2 separate regions of the Ovis aries genome follow, and region 1 is linked to region 2. A link is a contact called in public Hi-C data. All regions are on one chromosome and are shown on one strand. The core of a region is the stretch at or near the end of the contact, and the rest is flanking DNA. Distances in the headings are between cores, read along the strand shown.

Evidence for each region. A called contact is a pair of places that touch in the nucleus more often than the background predicts.
Region 1: a contact with region 2 is called in a Hi-C map of liver, with 2.0 times the contacts expected there. The contact joins two enhancer-like sites. A contact is called at or near these places in 9 of 16 Hi-C or Micro-C datasets (blood, liver, omental adipose tissue and 3 more).

Annotation. Positions count from the first base shown.
Region 1 is chr1:97,554,458-97,558,839 of ARS-UI_Ramb_v3.0, reverse strand. No RefSeq gene overlaps it. Among named protein-coding and RNA genes, the nearest start is that of SEC22B, 32 kb to the left of the region's middle. Within about 2 kb of position 2,834, at least 9 of the 54 cell types and tissues checked have an H3K27ac peak or open chromatin away from gene starts, as enhancers often do. A contact at or near this core is called in liver, where this site is marked.
Region 2 is chr1:97,460,546-97,464,994 of ARS-UI_Ramb_v3.0, reverse strand. All of the region lies in intron 1 of NOTCH2 (notch receptor 2), which reads left to right. Among named protein-coding and RNA genes, the nearest start is that of NOTCH2, 40 kb to the left of the region's middle. Within about 2 kb of position 2,829, at least 22 of the 54 cell types and tissues checked have an H3K27ac peak or open chromatin away from gene starts, as enhancers often do. A contact at or near this core is called in liver, where this site is marked.

The DNA.
Region 1 (4,382 bases), core at 1,585-4,084, 94 kb before region 2:
TGGCCAGTACTATTTTATTTTATAGCTGAAGACAAGGCCCTTGTGAGATGCCATCAGAGAGCTTTAAATTCATGTCAAGGTATAAATGACTATTTTCAGATTCTCTCCTGACTTCGATGGCGGGAGAAAGAGAAGGGAAGGAGGAGAGAACATCACAGATGTATTCCCCCTACTTTATGAATTAGCCCATGCCTGCCCTGGTTATTTATGTTTGTTGCCTTTGCTACCAAAGGAGACGCTATGGAGAGGGAAATGGCAACCCACTCCAGTACTCTTGCCTGGGAAATCCCATGAACAGAGGAGCCTGGCAGGCTACAGTCCATGGGGTCACAAAAGAGTCACGTATGACTTAGTGACTATCCCACAACAGCAACCCTGTGGTAGCCAGCCTCCAGGGAGACCCTCAGTGATCCTTGCCTCTGTGTATACCCCAGGTAGTCTCCCCGCACCGAATCAGAGCTGAACTGTGTGGCCAGTTAGTGAAGACAACTATATACAACTTCTGAGGATAGGTCGTAAAAGTCTCTGTGGCATCTGCCTTGTTCTCTGGGCTCACCTTTCTGGGGAAGTTAGCTGTCATGCCATGAGGACATTCAGGCAGCTCTGCCAAGAGGACCACATGAGCATAAGGGAGGCCTCCCACCAGTGGCCAGCACCATGTGGCTTGCTAGCCATGTGACTGGGCTACCTTTAATTCTCCATCCCCAATCAAGCTTTCAAATGATTGCAGTCAGTATCTGGATAAAACTCATCAAAATAAAAAAACTCCTGAGCCCCCCAAAACCCCAGCTAAACCCACTGAAACTATAAGAAAATAAATGTCTATTGTTTTATTTTTTAAAAAAAGGAAACGCTAATTGTTCAGCAGCCAGAGTTCTAGGGAAGGAGATGGAAAGTGTGGAGAAATGTGTAGTAACTAGATCTAGGTTTTAAACACTGGTGAGGTTGGGAACTGCTTGAAATTGCAGAGTCTCACAGTGATCCAGTCCTTATTACCTCCGAATCTGGAGAGGTGAGATGGCCCTGCTTTTGCAGCTGGAGAGGCAGAGGACAGAAACCAGGGGTTGCCATCTTGGTCTGCAGGAAAAGCTGTTTTGCTTGGCTGGAAGTGGGCACTTATGTCTTCACAGAGTGCCAGACTCACACTTCAGATAACAGAACAGGAAATACGGTGAGTGCAGCAGGGAGGGGAGAGAGAAGGTACTGTGTACCCAAGACTATTAAGTTACCCAGGGGCCTCTCTGCATCACACTTTTCTGTCCCTTAAGCACCGGGGACCGACTATGGGGAGCACTGGGAAGCAGGTGAAACGTGACCTGAAGGTACATCTGTTTCTCTTGCAGCATTCGTACCCCTCTTGTCATGTTCAGCTTCTTACTTCTCTTCAACCCAGAAAATCTTCCAAGATCTAGATCATCAATGAAATTTAAACGGAGGAATATGGGCATCTTGATAGGAGGTGAGGGAAAGAATTCTGGAGTGGATGGACCATCTCTTTCACAAGGCCAGAGCCACAAGTAAAAATGTGTCCTCTGTTTAGTAACCCCAAAAGCTGTAAGTTGGAAGGGATCCTAATCAAGGAAAAAAAGGAATGGAGTTATAGTCAGATGACTTTGTTTTGAAACTCTCCTCCCTCCTCCTTCCTTCCTTTCCTCCCAGAAAGGAGGAGAGGGGAATATAGCCATAGAATAGAATAATTCTTGAAGCTCAGAGGAATGGGGCCAGCTTCCCAAGCCTGAGTGCCCTGCCCAGGGTCTGCCCACTTTTTTCAGCAATCAAGGACATACTTCCTTCTAAACCCTCAAGTTGTGTTTAATAATTATCTGTGATCCAAGCTGCAGGGACAGAGTGACTTTTCTCCCCTGGTGCCATCTTTCAGCTGGTGACCTGCCTTAATACATTCCATTCCTTAAGGAAATTCGTAAGATGAGTACAAAGAAGGGGAGACAGGGAGTGTGAGCTAATTTCTGAAAAAAAAAAAAACTTACTTATGAAAGAAGAGAGAGAGGTTAGAGGGCATGTGAAGTAAAGAATGGATTTTTTTTTTTTTTAAATGAAGAGAGGTTTAGGGATGTGCACAAAGAGTGTAGTGAGAGATCTTAAGCAAGTTACTTCATTCCTAAACATTGATTCTTTCATCTGGGGAAAACAGAAGTTTCTATGAAGATTACAATTAAAATCAAACCCACAGTAACAGCTTGTGCACTGCAAAGCCCTTTAAAATATGTTAATTATTGTAACTATCGTCATCTAGTGACTATACAGATGAGTAAGCCCTAGTCACAGCTGTTTCGTCTCTGTCTCTTGTACTCTGTATGACAGAGCTGTGAGGAAGAGATGAGCTCTTGAGTAGGCAGGGCCGAGACACATAAGGAAGAGGCTAATTAATAGTGGTGTGATATGTTTCTTGTCATGCTTTGAACCTTTGGGGGATGGTGTCTGTGTGTGTGCTCATCCAAATATGTGTCTTACACGATACTTTGCTACCAAATACTACTAAATGTAGCCTATTCTTCACCTTTCACTGTATTCTTATTTTAATTAACATATATTACTTTTAATTCTTATTAAAAAAACAGATACATTTTCGATCTCTCCAAAAGGCTCTAATTTAGAGAAAACATTTTTAGAAATTAAAACTACCCTTCTTGAAATGCAAGGGAATGTACAAATAATATTTAGATATGAATTTTTGCTTAGACAAAGGAGCATTTTCCTAGAAGTTACCTGCTGTTAATCCACAGCTTTTGTAGGAAGGATTAACCTCTTATCTTTTCTGGCTATTTGCAGGATTGCATCATAATTTTGCTTTGAAGCAAAATTGGCCCCAGTAATCATGAGTCCTTTGCCAAACACTTCCCATCAATTCTACCCAGTATTATACACTCATCGAAGCAGTCTTTATCCTCATCATCATTTGCTTTGCCCCTTTCTTTGAGCCATCTCACCCCCATTCCTACACAATTTGCAGTAAAATTATCCTGCGAATTCCACTCCCACCTTTCCCTCCCCTTTTCCATGTGGCTTCCTAACACTGAGGTGATTTATGCCTTCATTTCTTGGTGCACCTCTTTACCCGTCCCTTATCATCCCTCCTCCACTCCTTTGTACTCCTCTTCCCCTGGCCCCTCTGCACCTCCGGCATTTATTCCTACCAATCCCTCAGGCCAGTCCACAGCATGCTCCTTCATGCATTACACGAACAAATGTTTCGAGCGCACTGAACAGAACAACCTGGTGTCTTTTTCCAATAACGAATAAAAATAGCTGTATTCAGATATAATTTATGTCCTGTAAAGTTCACATGTTTAGGGTGTACAATTCAATGTTTGGGCTTCCCTCGTGGCTCAGTGGTAAAGAATCTGCTTGCCAATGCAGGAGACATGTGTTCAATCCTTGGGTCGGGAAGATCCCCTGGAAAAGGAAATGGCAATCCACTCCAGTATCCTTGCCTGGGAAATCTCATGAACAGAGGAGCCTGGTGGGCTATAGTCCATGGGGTCACAAGGAGTTGGACACAACATAGCAACTGAACGACAACAATTCAATGGCTTGTAGTATATATGTAGAGTTTTACATCTATTACCTTAATTAATTTTAGAACATTTTTATTATCCCCCAAAGAAAGCTTATACCAGGTAATAGTCACTCAGTATTTTCCCTCACCATTTCACCCTTTTGTGCCCCCTAATTCTAGGTAACCAATAGTAGACTCCTTCTTTTTATAGATCTGCCTCTTCTAAGCATTTTACGTAAATGAGATCCATACATTAGCGGTCTTTTGTGACTGGCTTCTTTTGCCTACATAATGCTTTTCAGGTTCAACCACACTGTAGCATGTGGTATCTGCACTTCATTTCTTTTTATTGCCAAACAATGTTCAATTGTACAGAATATTTTCGCTTATCCATTCATCTGTTGGTGGACTTTTGGGCTGTTTTCATTTGGAGGCTATTATATGAGTAAAACTACTATGAACATTTATGTGCAAGTTTTTGTATGGACATAAGTAGTTTTTTCTTTTTTTCTTTTTTTTTGGATAGATACCTTAAGGTAACTCTACTTTTAGCATTTAGAGGGACTGCCAAATTGTTTTCCAAAGTGGCTGCACCACACTTCTTATTTTCTCATAAGCAGTATATGAGGGTTCCAATTTCTTCATATCCTAACCAAAATTTGTTAATGTCTGCCTTGCTCATTAAATCTAGTCTAGTGAGTGAGAAGTGGTATCTCGTTGTGATTTTCATTTTCATTTCTTGAATGATTTTACATGTGCTTATTAGCTATTTGTATAAGCATTTTCTTTGGAAAAATATCTATTGTAATTACTCATTTTTAATTGGATTATTTGTCTTTTTATTATTGAATTGTAAGAGTTCTAG
Region 2 (4,449 bases), core at 1,580-4,079:
GGAGCCTGTGCTCCACGCAAGAGAAGCCATCACAGTGAGAAGCCGATGCATCGCGACTGGAGAGGAGCCCCTGTTCTCTGCAACTAGAGAAAAGTCTCTGTAGCCATGAAGACCCTGCACAGCCAAAAATTAATGAATAAAGTTATATGAAAATGATCTATTAGTTACAGGTGTACAGTAAAGTGATTCAGTTATACCCATACAAATATCTTGTGTTTTTCAGATTCCTTTTCCCATTTAGGTTATTATAGAATATGGACCCAAGTTTCCCTGTGTTTTATAGTAGGTCCTTATTGGTTATCTACTTTAGTAGTATGTATATGTCATTCCCAAATTTACGAAAATTTTAGATGATTTTTTTTTTGAGATTTATTTCCTTGTGAGCTGCATATTGTAAAGTTGAACTAGACCGAGCAGATATTTACATTTAGTATATTTGCTTTTTTCCCTCCAAGAGGGTTCCATTGAAAATCACCATCACCAATAAAAAGCAAAAGGTGACACATGGTAAATACATTTTTTAGAGAACCACAGAGGGTGAGCTATCTCCAGAATGAAATTTGTTCCTTGAGGGCAGAGACCATGTCACACGCATCCCTTCCCTGGCCTCTGCCCAACATGTGGTCAGCCGGGCAGCAGGTCCTTCCTGGTCGTGGCACCTGTGACTCCTGCTCTGCCTGCCCCAGCTTTGGGACATTCTGGAAGACAGGTGATGGTGAGTTAGAGGTGTGTCCTTACAGTCCTTTCTGCTTTGAAAAGATCAGTTAAAGGTGGACCCCACCTATACGCTTTTATGCTATCTCTTTCTATTAATTAATGGGTAGTTGGAAGTTTCCTCTTTGTTGACTTATTTGTTGGGAGGAACTTTAAAAATTCACCTAGTCCTTCTATCTGTCCCATGGTGATTCTGATCCTCTTAGAACACCCTGGTTAACATGTAGCCTGCCTTTTTTCTCCTTGATCATCTCTTCTGATAGACAGCTCCCTCTTTCTGGAGGCAGATGAGTCTGGATTTGGACAGCTGTAATTCTTTGAAAGATCTTCTTATATTCAGTTGTAATCTTCCTCCTTATGACTTGCACCCACTGGCATCTTCTTAGGAATTTGTCTCAAAGAGTCCTGAGCCTTTTGTGTTAGGGATCCAGAGGTACCCTTTACTGAACTGACACCCACCCTTCCGTGAAAGGAGTTAAACCCAGTGAGGACCTTGAAGATGATCCCATCGGGGAGATTGCTTGGGTTAATCATTGTAGCCCTATATGTTTTGTACCACCCTTTCCAGATGGCAGTGGTGGGAGGAAAGCATTTGTTGAGCAGTGTTTCCCCAATCTGTTTTATAATAAGAACACCTGAGGTCTTCTCCTGGAGATTCCGATTCAGTGAGTCTGGAATAGTGTCTGTGAATTTGTATATTTAAGAAATTGAGTCAACAATTATGTCTTATTTTCCAAATCATATTCATTTTTTATCCCTAATATTATACTTTTATTATCATAAAATCTAAAGTATATGTAACATGTGGAATATTATTAGTGTTTCATTTTGGAAATAAACTATTCTTGAGACTAAGCAATTAAAAAAAAAAAGAAATGGCCAGGTAACTTTTATACTAGGGAAATTTTGGAATCACTGCAGAGAATCTAGGAAAGCTAAGGGCTTTTTTGTTTTGTTTTTGTTTGTTTATTCTTTGATAATGCTAGAGATGGATTGCTTTGACTGTGGGTCCTGTGGTCACTTTTTTCTGCCTTGAAAGTGCCTGCTTCTTATTGAATGCCTAGCTCATTAGGGAGAAGAAAGCCACTCTGGTATCCTTAAAAGGCTAATAAAATTATTTAGTTGTAAAAAAGTGGGGTTTTTGGGCAGTCTATCCAAAGTCTTAGGACTGCCATGTGTGTGTCATGTATGAGTTTGGTGGATGCCTCCTTGTCCCTCCATCAGGATATTACCTGAGATGCCAGAATACATAAAAGTTCCAGTTTTCTTGGTATCTGTTAAGGAATTCTGACCTCAGCCCTTGTGAATGATGCTGGGTCTTTGAGGATGTCTGTCTTGTTGACCCATGAACACATATCTGATGTCAGGGATTTCCCTCAGATATGTTAGTGAAAAAAATGTAAAGGTCATTCCTTTCAGGCAGTCCTGCTTTTGGGGTGTCTGGGCTGCAGCAGCAAGTAGAATAAGGAAGGTAAGATAAAGGGGGTCTGGAGGACTTCTTGAGCAGAACTGAGCAGTCTGCAAGAAGGGGCTCAGAAGTTCGCCTCTAACAGAGACACTTGGTGTTGCTGTTCGTGATAGGAAGAAGGAAGTGGCTTCAGATCTGAAAGGATACGCTCATGGCCTCTAGATGGGACAAATAGCAGTGTTCGTTGGCAGTGGTAGGAAGTTGGCTGTAGGTCTGTTCTTTCTTTTCTCCTCCCCTGGAGAACCAGCTGTGTGGCAAAAAAATACATTGTGACATTAAAAAGAATAGTAAAGCCAAGAAGCCGGAATGATACAAGCCATAGCTAGGAGTGAACAAAACAAAGCAATTATTGTGTTAATTTGTTTATATAAGTAAATATATACATTTCTATATAATACTCTAGTAGGAGCCTTACTTAGCTCTAAGCCCTAAGCTATAAGATTTAATATCTGTGTAGCTGTGCTGTCTTAGTGGTGTGTTAGGGAGGGCTATGGTGTGTTGTCAACCTTAATTTGTGTGTTTCCCCTAGCATGGCGTGCTAGGCAGTAAGGGTATTCTCCTTTTCTAGCTGTGTAGGAGTCATTGACCAAATGGAAGCTAGAGACCTGCCCCCAGGAGCTGACATCATCAGGGAGACAAGACAGATGAGCACACACAGGAACATGAAGTACAGTTACTTAGTAACTTATCTATACTGGCCGAGAGCAGTTTCCTGCAGTCGGGGTGACTAAGAGCTGTAGGGTTTGGGGGGAGTAAATCTCGAAGCACCAGGGAACAGCGACCCCCAGCTCACCCCTGCTGGGCTTGTCTGCTGTTCTGCTCTTTCTCTGTTGGAATTTAGAAGTATCAAAACTTGACTTGGGGGGAAGACAAAGAGCCCTTTGTTTGGTGGGGGTGTAAATATAAATTTGGCACATGTTGTGGTGTCTATTATGTCTGTTCGTGGGTTTGTGGCAAGAGAGAGGACTGTGTTCTCAGACTTGGATGCCTAGCCTGATCTTGGACAAGTTAAGGTGGAAGGAGCTCCTTTGGAAGATCTGGCTCTCAGTGGCGGTTGCTGAAGGAGCCCCTGGTCATAGCCAGGCAGTGACTGCAGTGCCGTGTGGACACACCCCGAGTTGCTGCCTCAGGTGGCATTGATTAATCATGCTACCATCTCCCTCACCCTCTTGTGCTTGTCTTGGCAAAACCCTGTCCTACCGGCTCCTCAGAGTTTGGGCTTTACTGGATGATTGAATGAACTCTTAAGGGGTTCATTTTACTCTCTTGGCTCTCTTGAACTGTAGGCCAGTTACTACTGTCCAGCTCTGGAGCCCGTGATCTCCCAATCAGGTGGTGAGGGGCCTGTGTCCCTCTTCCCAGTGCACTGAAGGGCCTTCCCCAGAGACCTCTAGGGAGGGCAGTTTCTGGTCTTCAAGGCAGTTCCATCTGCAGGGTATTGGCAGTGACTCTAGTTCTTTGTATCAACCAAACATCATGCCAAGATGGATTCATCATCTCACAAAGGCAGGTTGTATCCATGGGCGTTGCAAAACCTGTTTCTGGGTTAAGAGTAGTGCTCTCACCTCATATATTTATTTATAGGAAGAAAGCCTGGCTGTATTTCATGAGGTAAGGAAAACATGATGATAACATTTTGGTTGGAGTCAGATATTGTCTCCCTAATAATATGGTATCTTTTAACAAATAGTATCCCTTTAAAATACAGTTTTGCTTGCTGACTAAAGCAAAGACTAAAGCAAAGAAGCTGTGGTTACATTCTAAAGTATACTACCTTGTTCAGAGACAGGTGCACTTTAACATTGGTATTTGCTTCTTTTTCATCTCTTTTTACTCTCATCTCTGTTTTGTGAGGCGATTCTGGGAGGCTTTTAAGCCTCAAAGATTAAATAATCTATTTTAACGAGTGCCTAACAGGGAGAGGTTGCTATGCTGGCTTACTTCTTCAACATTCCAATAAGAGAAAAATTGATACTGTTTAAGCACTAATATGTTTTGTTGAGTTTCGGAATATGAATAGTCAGAACACTAGATAGTGTTAAATTGTTTACTTCTCTAAATGGTAAAGTGGTATGCTGCAAAGAAACTTTTGTTTAATTCTCTGCTTTCATGTGCTTTTGTCTATAAAGTGTAGAGACTAACTGAAGTTTAACGACGTGTGTATTTTGATTATTACTTTTTACTGTTTTCTTTGCTGAGAATATGCCTTTATTTGCTAGATCTTTTAAAATTGGAACATGAAGGACATTTACTTTATTAGAACATTT